3 separate regions of the Mus musculus genome follow, and all the other regions are linked to region 3. The links are chromatin contacts, called in public HiChIP or PLAC-seq and promoter capture Hi-C maps. All regions are on one chromosome and are shown on one strand. The core of a region is the stretch at or near the end of the contact, and the rest is flanking DNA. Distances in the headings are between cores, read along the strand shown.

The links. Promoter capture Hi-C pulls out the DNA fragments that hold promoters and counts their contacts. HiChIP or PLAC-seq counts read pairs in DNA pulled down with a chosen protein or histone mark.
Region 1: an H3K27ac HiChIP or PLAC-seq map of the HPC-7 cell line shows a contact between it and region 3, with 3 times the contacts expected there. The contact joins the enhancer-like site here to the promoter of Ccl6 in region 3. A contact is called at or near these places in 7 of 39 promoter capture datasets (the 3T3-L1 cell line, the C10 cell line, liver and 2 more), 8 of 484 Hi-C or Micro-C datasets (bone marrow-derived macrophages, embryonic stem cells, liver and 1 more), 5 of 115 datasets of contacts at active chromatin or transcription factors (CD8 T cells, the HPC-7 cell line, double positive thymocytes and 2 more) and 3 of 9 other capture datasets (adipose tissue, liver and pancreatic islet).
Region 2: a contact with region 3 is called in a promoter capture Hi-C map of macrophages, with 7 read pairs. The contact joins the promoter of Ccl3 here to the promoter of Ccl6 in region 3. A contact is called at or near these places in 18 of 39 promoter capture datasets (the 3T3-L1 cell line, the C10 cell line, the HPC-7 cell line and 13 more), 12 of 484 Hi-C or Micro-C datasets (the 3T3-L1 cell line, the BV-2 cell line, LSK cells and 9 more), 3 of 115 datasets of contacts at active chromatin or transcription factors (the HPC-7 cell line, epiblast stem cells and microglia) and 5 of 9 other capture datasets (adipose tissue, bone marrow-derived macrophages, liver and 2 more).

What each region holds. Positions count from the first base shown.
Region 1 is chr11:83,549,403-83,552,102 of GRCm38.p6, forward strand. No RefSeq gene overlaps it. Among named protein-coding and RNA genes, the nearest start is that of Ccl5, 20 kb to the left of the region's middle. Within about 2 kb of position 1,424, at least 95 of the 459 cell types and tissues checked have an H3K27ac peak or open chromatin away from gene starts, as enhancers often do. A contact at or near this core is called in CD8 T cells, the HPC-7 cell line, bone marrow-derived macrophages and 1 more, where this site is marked.
Region 2 is chr11:83,648,032-83,650,731 of GRCm38.p6, forward strand. Ccl3 (chemokine (C-C motif) ligand 3) reads right to left here and starts at 1,347. Exons shown (of 3, transcript NM_011337.2): 1 at 1,171-1,347; 2 at 538-649; 3 at 1-312. The coding sequence starts at 1,246. The coding sequence ends at 222. It also overlaps a transcript of Ccl4 not described here.
Region 3 is chr11:83,591,802-83,594,501 of GRCm38.p6, forward strand. It overlaps Ccl6 (chemokine (C-C motif) ligand 6), which reads right to left and starts at 1,286. Exons shown (of 4, transcript NM_009139.3): 1 at 1,065-1,286. The coding sequence starts at 1,140. All of the region lies in intron 1 of E230016K23Rik (RIKEN cDNA E230016K23 gene), which reads left to right.

The sequences.
Region 1 (2,700 bases), core at 174-2,673, 42 kb before region 3:
GTTCCAATTTATCACGCCTCTCAGCAACTGACTAGTACATCCACTCTTTTCACTTGTGATTCAAGACTCAGCCATGACTCTTGGTTTGGTCAATCGGCTAGTTAAGTACATGCACAGACGAGACTGCATCTCTCAGTGTCTCTGTTAGCACCACAGAAAGGTAGGCCTTGGCTGGCCTGCTGGTCTTCAGCACACTAGCTCTTTTGGCCACGATTAGTAGAGCTCAGGTCAGGTTTAGAGGGTGCGACCTGGGGTCAAGTGAGATGAATCCTTTTGTACACTGGGGGTTTGCAGTTGCTAGCCTTTATGTCCTGAGTGATGGGGCTGGGATTTGAACTGAGGTTTGTGTGATACGCACTCTTGTGCTGTACACCAGTGCCTTGTGGGAGATGTGTGCGAAGGCAGCACATAGCTCTCTGGCTTCCATCCTTGCCTGTGCTGTGTTTCGTGACTTCTGTGTGTAACCCACCTGAAGAACATTGATACTGGAGTCTGACGTGGGGGGGGGGGTGATTGGCAGTGGGGCAGGCTACTCAGCATTTGTTTTCCTGGATGAGCAATGCATTAAAGCCCAGTCTATATTTTTAAATCACTCAAGCAGGTCTATGGTAGGCTTCAGAAGTAAGAGTGGTTTTTCACAGTTATTTATTTGTATAGCACAGCATGTGGAAGTCAGAGGATAATTTTCAAAAGTTGATTTCTCTCCTTCCATCATGAGAGCTCTAGGGATGGAACTCAGGTTGTTAGGCCTGGGGGCAAGCGTTTCAACCCCCTGGGCCATCTCACTGGCTGGGCTTTTGTTTCTTACAGCTTTATAGTTCCTCCCTGGTGATGCCCTTATCTCTGTTGCTTGAGGTTGGGTCTCACTTCCTGTTGAGTCATTTTGGATCTTATCTTGGACAAGTGAGTATGGGGGTGACTCTGTGAGTATGGTGGTGACTCTGGAGATTCTACCGCACTGCTCTGATGAGTTTCTGTCTTTGTCTCACCAGACCACAAGCTCGGGTTCAAACTGCACCCTGTCGTGGATAGCGGCTCAGATCTTGGTCTATTTCTTTCGCTGCCAAATGCTTTCAGTCTAACTGAAGTTTGTTTGGTTCAAGCCAGAAGCTTAGACTAAGTGTGTACAAAGAATTTGGGATTTCCCCTCTGTTGGCTTCTCTTTTCTGTGGTTCCCCTCTATTCTCCAGTGGTGACTGTTGCTCCAGGTTCCTTCCTTTGGGCCACTGTCCAGAAATACCACATAGTTTCTACTAAGGTTTTAACGAATTATATCTACCCTCAATGGCAGCTTTAATTGATGTCACATTACTAGAGATTTTTAAGGTCAAAGCCTGGATCCCGGTTACCCCAACAAGCTCTCAAGACACCCGGCTAAAGAGGCAAGCCATTCAACAAAGCAGAGCTCATGGAGGCTCACAGAGACTGAAGCAGCGATCGTGGAGCTTGCGTGGCTCTTCTGCACTAGGTCCTCTACATATATGATACGTGGCTGTTAGCTCGGTGTTGTTGTGGGACCCCTAGCAATGGGAGTGGGGTGTCTCTGACACTCTCATCTCTCACTCTTGGGACCCTTTCCTCCTATTGGGCTGTCTCACCCAGCCCTTACATGAGGGGTCATGCCTGGACTTACTGTGTCTTTTAGGCCATGTTCAGAGGATATTCCAGGAGGTCTGCTCTTTCCTAAAGAGAACTAGAAGAGGAGTGGAGTTAGGGGAGAGGGGAGGTGGAGTTAGGGAGAGAGGAAGGAGTGGAGAGAAGGGAAACTGTGGTCGGGATGTATTGAAAGCAAAACAGAGAGAGAGAGAGAGAGAGAGAGAGAGAGAGAGAGAGAGAGAGAGAGAGAGAGAGAGAGAGAGAGTCATAATGAAAAGCAGAGAAAAGCTGGACGTGGTGGCGCACGCCTTTAATCCCAGCACTCAGGAGGCAGAGGCAGGCGAATTTCTGAGTTCGAGGCCAGCCTGGTCTACAAAGTGAGTTCCAGGACAGCCAGGGCTATACAGAGAGACCCTGTCTCGAAACCCCCCCCCCCCCCCCACAAAAAAAAAAACCAACAACAACCTACTCTCTTAGTTAGGTTTTTACTGCTGTAAAGAGACACCATGACAGGGCAACTCTTATAAAGAACATTTAATTAGGGTTTAATTGAATTAGGGCTGGCTTACTGGTTCTAAGTTTCCATTATCATCATGACATGAAGCATGGCAGCATCCAGGCAGGCATGGTGCTGGAGGAGCTGAGAGTTCTACATCTTGTTCTGAAGGCAAACAGAAGACTGGCTCCCACGTCGCTAGGAGGAGGGTCTCCAAGCCTACCCGCACCGTGGCACACTTTCTCCAACAATACCACACCCACTCTAACAAGGCCACACCACCTAATACTGCCACTCCCTAGGCCAAACATATTCAAGCCACCACACCTGCCAAGTCGTCCTAACTCAGGGTTTCCCCTTTTCCCTTTATGAACTGTCATTTACCTATGGGCTACTTCTGTCTCCTCTTTAGCCAGAGGCAGTCATTTGGCCCTCTGGGGCAAATACCCCTTCCCTCCTCTCCCTTGTTCTTTTCCCCTTCTCCCTTATTCTCTATCTCATGTCCTTGTCTCTTATTCCCTGCCCTCTGTCCCTCTGAGGTAAATAAATCTCCTTTGTGCTGAGGACTTGGTCTCGGTGTTCCTGTGCTGACTCCGATCCTTTCACTG
Region 2 (2,700 bases), core at 97-2,596, 56 kb after region 3:
AAGTATGACAATAAAATAAATTACAAAATTAAATAGTATTAAACCAATAGGATTAAATTAAATAAAATTTCAAGTGAAGAGTCCCTCGATGTGGCTACTTGGCAGCAAACAGCTTATAGGAGATGGAGCTATGCAGGTGGCAGGAATGTTCCGGGGCTCAAGCCCCTGCTCTACACGGGACCCATGGAGGTTTGGGGGGTTCCTCGCTGCCTCCAAGACTCTCAGGCATTCAGTTCCAGGTCAGTGATGTATTCTTGGACCCAGGTCTCTTTGGAGTCAGCGCAGATCTGCCGGTTTCTCTTAGTCAGGAAACTACACAGAGAGAGGTAAGGGTCAAAAAACTTAAATATCCAATGGGAGAGTCTGACTTCCTCTGTGGTTTCTCCATCGCTCCCGTCCTCTCACTGGCACCCTTTAGATGATCCTGTGCTTCCCTTTTTGTGACTGCACCCCCGCCCCCACCCCACGACTGAAAAACCCTCTCTTACACTGTTCCTCACCCCACTTTATCAGGAAAAGCACGAGAACAGAACTTACATGACACCTGGCTGGGAGCAAAGGCTGCTGGTTTCAAAATAGTCAACGATGAATTGGCGTGGAATCTTCCGGCTGTAGGAGAAGCAGCAGGCAGTCGGGGTGTCAGCTCCATCTGTAGGGGAAGAAAGTCATCATTGAACAGGGTAGGACACCTAAAACAACTTAAGAGGCGAGGAAGGTGCTTGGGGTGGGAGTTGGAAGGCTAAGGATCTGAAGGCATTTGGGCATTTGGGACCAGAAATGTCATTGTTTCTGTCTCTGTTCTATCTATATTTTCACTGTGGGCTTTCTCTTTCTCTATGTGTTGCCCTGTGTCTTTCCCACAGCTTTCTCTAATACCAGAAGTCAGCAAAGAAGACACCAGAGCATCACCATAAGACATCCCAGAGGCAGAGCTCCTTAAGAATCCCAGGGCTGGCTAGTAAGTACATGACAACACTATCCTTACTGTGATTTCAAGTTCTGGGTACCTATAAAAGGTTAGACCCTTCCACACCATAGAGAGGAAAATAAAAATCTCAAAGAGAAAGACCAGCTTCTTTTCTCTTGTAGACTCTGAAACCACAGAAAAGACTGCTATGGTCTGCCTTAGACCAGAGACTGGGGACACCTCCTGTAGCAGTGTAGACTCACATGGCGCTGAGAAGACTTGGTTGCAGAGTGTCATGGTACAGAGAAGAACAGCAAGGGCAGTGGTGGAGACCTTCATGATGTTGAGCAGGTGACAGAGGGTGAGCTTGTCAGCAGAACAGAAAAGGGACTGGTACTCGCTGCTGCTTGTATCCTTCTGGTGTCTGAAGCCATATGCCCCTTCTCTTATAGGTAGCCCTAGCAGATGAGGAAATGGAATCCGGGGCTGAGGAGGGAAAATTTTAAGCACAGCAATGGTGTCATGATGGATATTACACAACCCAGGGTCCACAGTGACCACAGGGGCCCAGGATATCTAAGAATAGCATCTCTGAGATATAAGTCTCAGCTCTCAACTCGTGACCTATTCTTTCTTCTTGTGGGGAAGTAGTTTCTCTTATGAGCAGGAGGAGGTAGGACAGTGTCAACCCAGGGCTATTCTTAGCTGGTCCCATCTCATGAGAACCGTTCTGTGAATAAACACTCCAAACCCATTCCTTGCCATGGAACGGAAACTCTCGTTATTTCTCAGCTTCTCTAACCACATGGAAGAATAGCTGTGGATGGTGGCACAACAGCCCCTCCTACCACCACAGTGAGGGACTGAGGAAAAGCATCTCCAGCTCGAGCAATGGGGAAGACGCGGTCACATTTAAGACATTTGTCCAATCATCAGCCGCAAAGTGACTAGGCCACTGGGTTGAACATTAGTTGTGGATCATAAAGATACTTCAAGTGTGGGCGTTAATATGTGAGAAGCCTAAAAATATTTTTTCCATTAAGCTAGAAATAGCCTTTCTAGGAAAGATTTTTGGGGAAACAACCCAAATGTAAAGCCATCTCTAAATATTGAGACAGCTGGTCCATTGTCATTATAACTTGAAACTAAAGAAACAAAACCTTTCACTATGAAAAAATTATAAATTAAATTATAGTATATACATTGGATTGCTTGTTTATGAAGCTCTTAAAATTAAAATGACATAAGTACACTCATAACATTGGTGATAAAAATATCAAGAAACATTGTACAAGTTTTACAAAGTGAAGAATTCTACAAATATCTGGAAATATACAGTTTTTCACACCAAACCCAGGCATTATAAATAAATAATACTGGAATTTTTTTTTAAAAAATCACTAAAAATAAAAACTTTAAAGAATTATTAAAACTTGTGAGATGGGCCTGTGAGTGGTTAATTTTCTTATATTTTGAGATTTTTAAATTTTATTTGGTGAGATATTATCTTCCTGTCCTCTCACATACTCATGTACTCACTTAGTTTAAAGCATTTTCAATATCACTAGTTTAAAAGTAAGCAGTTATCCAGTGTTTTACTTTTAATTGCTTTTAACTTCTGAGACAAGGTCTCACTAGGTAGTCAAAATTATGATCCTTCTGCCTCAGGCTCTGGAGTGCTAGGATTACAAGTGTGTAGCATCATGTTTGAAAGAAGGTGCTTGTGAGTGTGCATGTGTGCATGTGTGTGTGTGTGTGTGTGTGTGTGTGTGTGTGTGTGTGTGTGTGCTTCA
Region 3 (2,700 bases), core at 36-2,535:
TGGTCTACGTCTTTGGAGCTTCCACATCCACAGAGTCAACCAAGAAAACATTTCCTGAAATATAACTGGAACACTAGAGACTTTTTGCCATGATTCCCTGGATAACAATATAGTGACTGTTTACTGACATTTAAGTGGTTTTAAGTCTTAAAAATATCTAGAGATTTTTTTTAAACACACAGATGAAGATGTGTGTGGGTTATAGATATGAAATCTGTGGATTTTGATATCCACATGGGTCTAGGGTCCCAGGACACCCAGAAATGGTGTAATTAGTATGGCGTACTCTAAGGAGGCATGTAGATACATTGTAGCATACTTCATGGGTCTAGGTAGACCTTGCAAAACCCAGAAAAGATCCCAAATGACTATATCTTTCTATACTCCATCCCAGGCTGGTCCCTACCCTAATCCCACCACTCACTAGCCTTAATCTTAAACTTCTGATATAGTTTTCTTATTTATAAAATGACAGCAACCATGATAGTGAGGGAAAATATACAAAATCATTGATGGCTTACTGTTTTCCAGTACAAAAAAAAATATGCAACTTCCCATTGTTTAGTATGACATCTACCCTACAGTAGCTGTCTGTCCAGCACATAAGAAGCACTAGCTAATGCACTTGTCAAATAAAAGAACAGCGTGGTTAAATGGTCTTGGGTTGAATTGATTACCTGCCTGTCCCACTTCTTCAAAATGATGGCTTTGTAGAGGTGGTGTCAGACACTTCAACCATCATGCCTCCTGCAAGACTGCTACCCTCCCACTTATAATTTTACTCCTATTCTTATGAGTTAATGCTTGGTCCTGTGTCAGCTAAATAAACTCGTCAAGCATAATTATTTCCCCAAGTGGGAGCCAGCCTCTGTGTTGCATTTCTTTCAGAGCCTAAAGGCTACAGAGGCAGATCTATAACTTGATGCTGCTTCTTAGGGAATTCCATCACCATGTCAAGGATGGAATATTTCCAGGAGGGCAGTGCTCTCCTTCTCTAGCTCCCCTCCAGTTCTGCAGGTCTCACAGACTTGCCCCCTGGGTTGAGAGGGCTCAAGTGAACTCACCTTGTATGAGGCCAGCCTGGGACCCAAGGACAGCCACAAGGATAAAGAATGAAATGGCAGTCTTGGAGTTTCTCATCCTCCTGGAGGACAGGCCCAGCTGGTCTGAGAATTTTTGCTCACTCCTCCCTGATTCTCTGGCCTGCCCTGGTATTTATAAGCTAGGAGGTTCAGGAAGTGCCAGGGTAGAGTTCAGAATGCTGTCCCTGGCTACATAATACACAACAGGCTAGTTCTAAAAGAGGGAACAAGATTGAAAATGCAACAGGAAGTGGAGGGCCAAGAATGCAACAGGAAGCGAGGGCAAAGGTCATGGTGGGCTAGAAAAACAGGGGCAACGAGGGGATGTTAGAGAGAAAGGAGCCTTAGAGGTCTTCTTGGTGTGTTGGACTACATAGCTAGTAAGTGGTGGAATTAGGATAGGAGCTATCCTGAAAGAGGGTATGAAAAGACATGGTCATTTGCAATATTTTCTGTTTTTGCAAACTCCATCCAGAACATGTTATAAGCTGAGAGTCAAGAATTTCAGCATAATTAACAAAGAAAAGTTGCCTATAGAGAAAACATTCCTTATGTACAGAGATATCTTAAAAAGAATATTAATATAACAATGGATTATGCCGCTTATATACTTATTAAAAAGCAATGGACTATGTTCAATAATATTTGATATTTAGGTATGGCGTAATTCCTTTCACAGATGTGAACATGCAATTTTCTGAGAATCTTACAAATAAGACTAAACATTTCGTTATAGTGAAAGCTACCTCAACTTCCTTGTGGGATCCTCATGACCAAGGGCGATAGCATATGAGCTGCAATCATCCTTAACGAACCTCAAGAACCACTCTCTGATCTCATCTACCAAAAAAAGAGAAAGTTCTTAGCAGCCCTTTGGGCTATAACTTCAGAGGCTACCAAAGTTATACCTGTTGGCTGTTGTACCTCAATTGTAACTTAGCTGTGACTCTCTTGGGAAGTCCATGCCCACACCTGAGTGTGTAATGTCCATTTCCCAAGTGTCTCTATTCACACTCATATATAAGTTTATGTTTTGTTTTGTTTTTTAAAATCTCTTTCTAGTAAACTCCATCACTAGGGTTGGAGAGGCAGCTTAATTGTTCAGAGCACAATCTGCTGCTACAGAGGACCCCAGTTTGATTTTCAGCAACCACAGTGGGCAGCTTGCAACTGCCAGGAACTCCAGCTGCAGAAGGATCTGACTGATGTTTCTGGCCCCTGTGGGCACTTGCACATGCACATGTGTGCTGGTGCACAACCACCACCACCACACACACACACACACACACCACACATGCACACCACACATGCACACACACACCACACACATGCACACACACATATACATAATTAATGATAGCAAATAAATATTTTTAAACCCTCCCATGCTGCTTCATATTGTCTGTCCTGAAATTTTTTTTATACAGTCAAGCACCCTGCTTCATCTGTACTTAGGGCTCTGGAAAGAACTTCCCAGACTGGCACATGTAGCAGCATGGAGCAGTGCCCAGTTCATGCCCAACTTACTACTGCTATTGACGTCTTTTCTGGTGACTGCAAATGGTCCGGCTCCGAAGCAGTGTTGGTGAATTCCCTTGACGGCCTCTTAGCTGCTCTC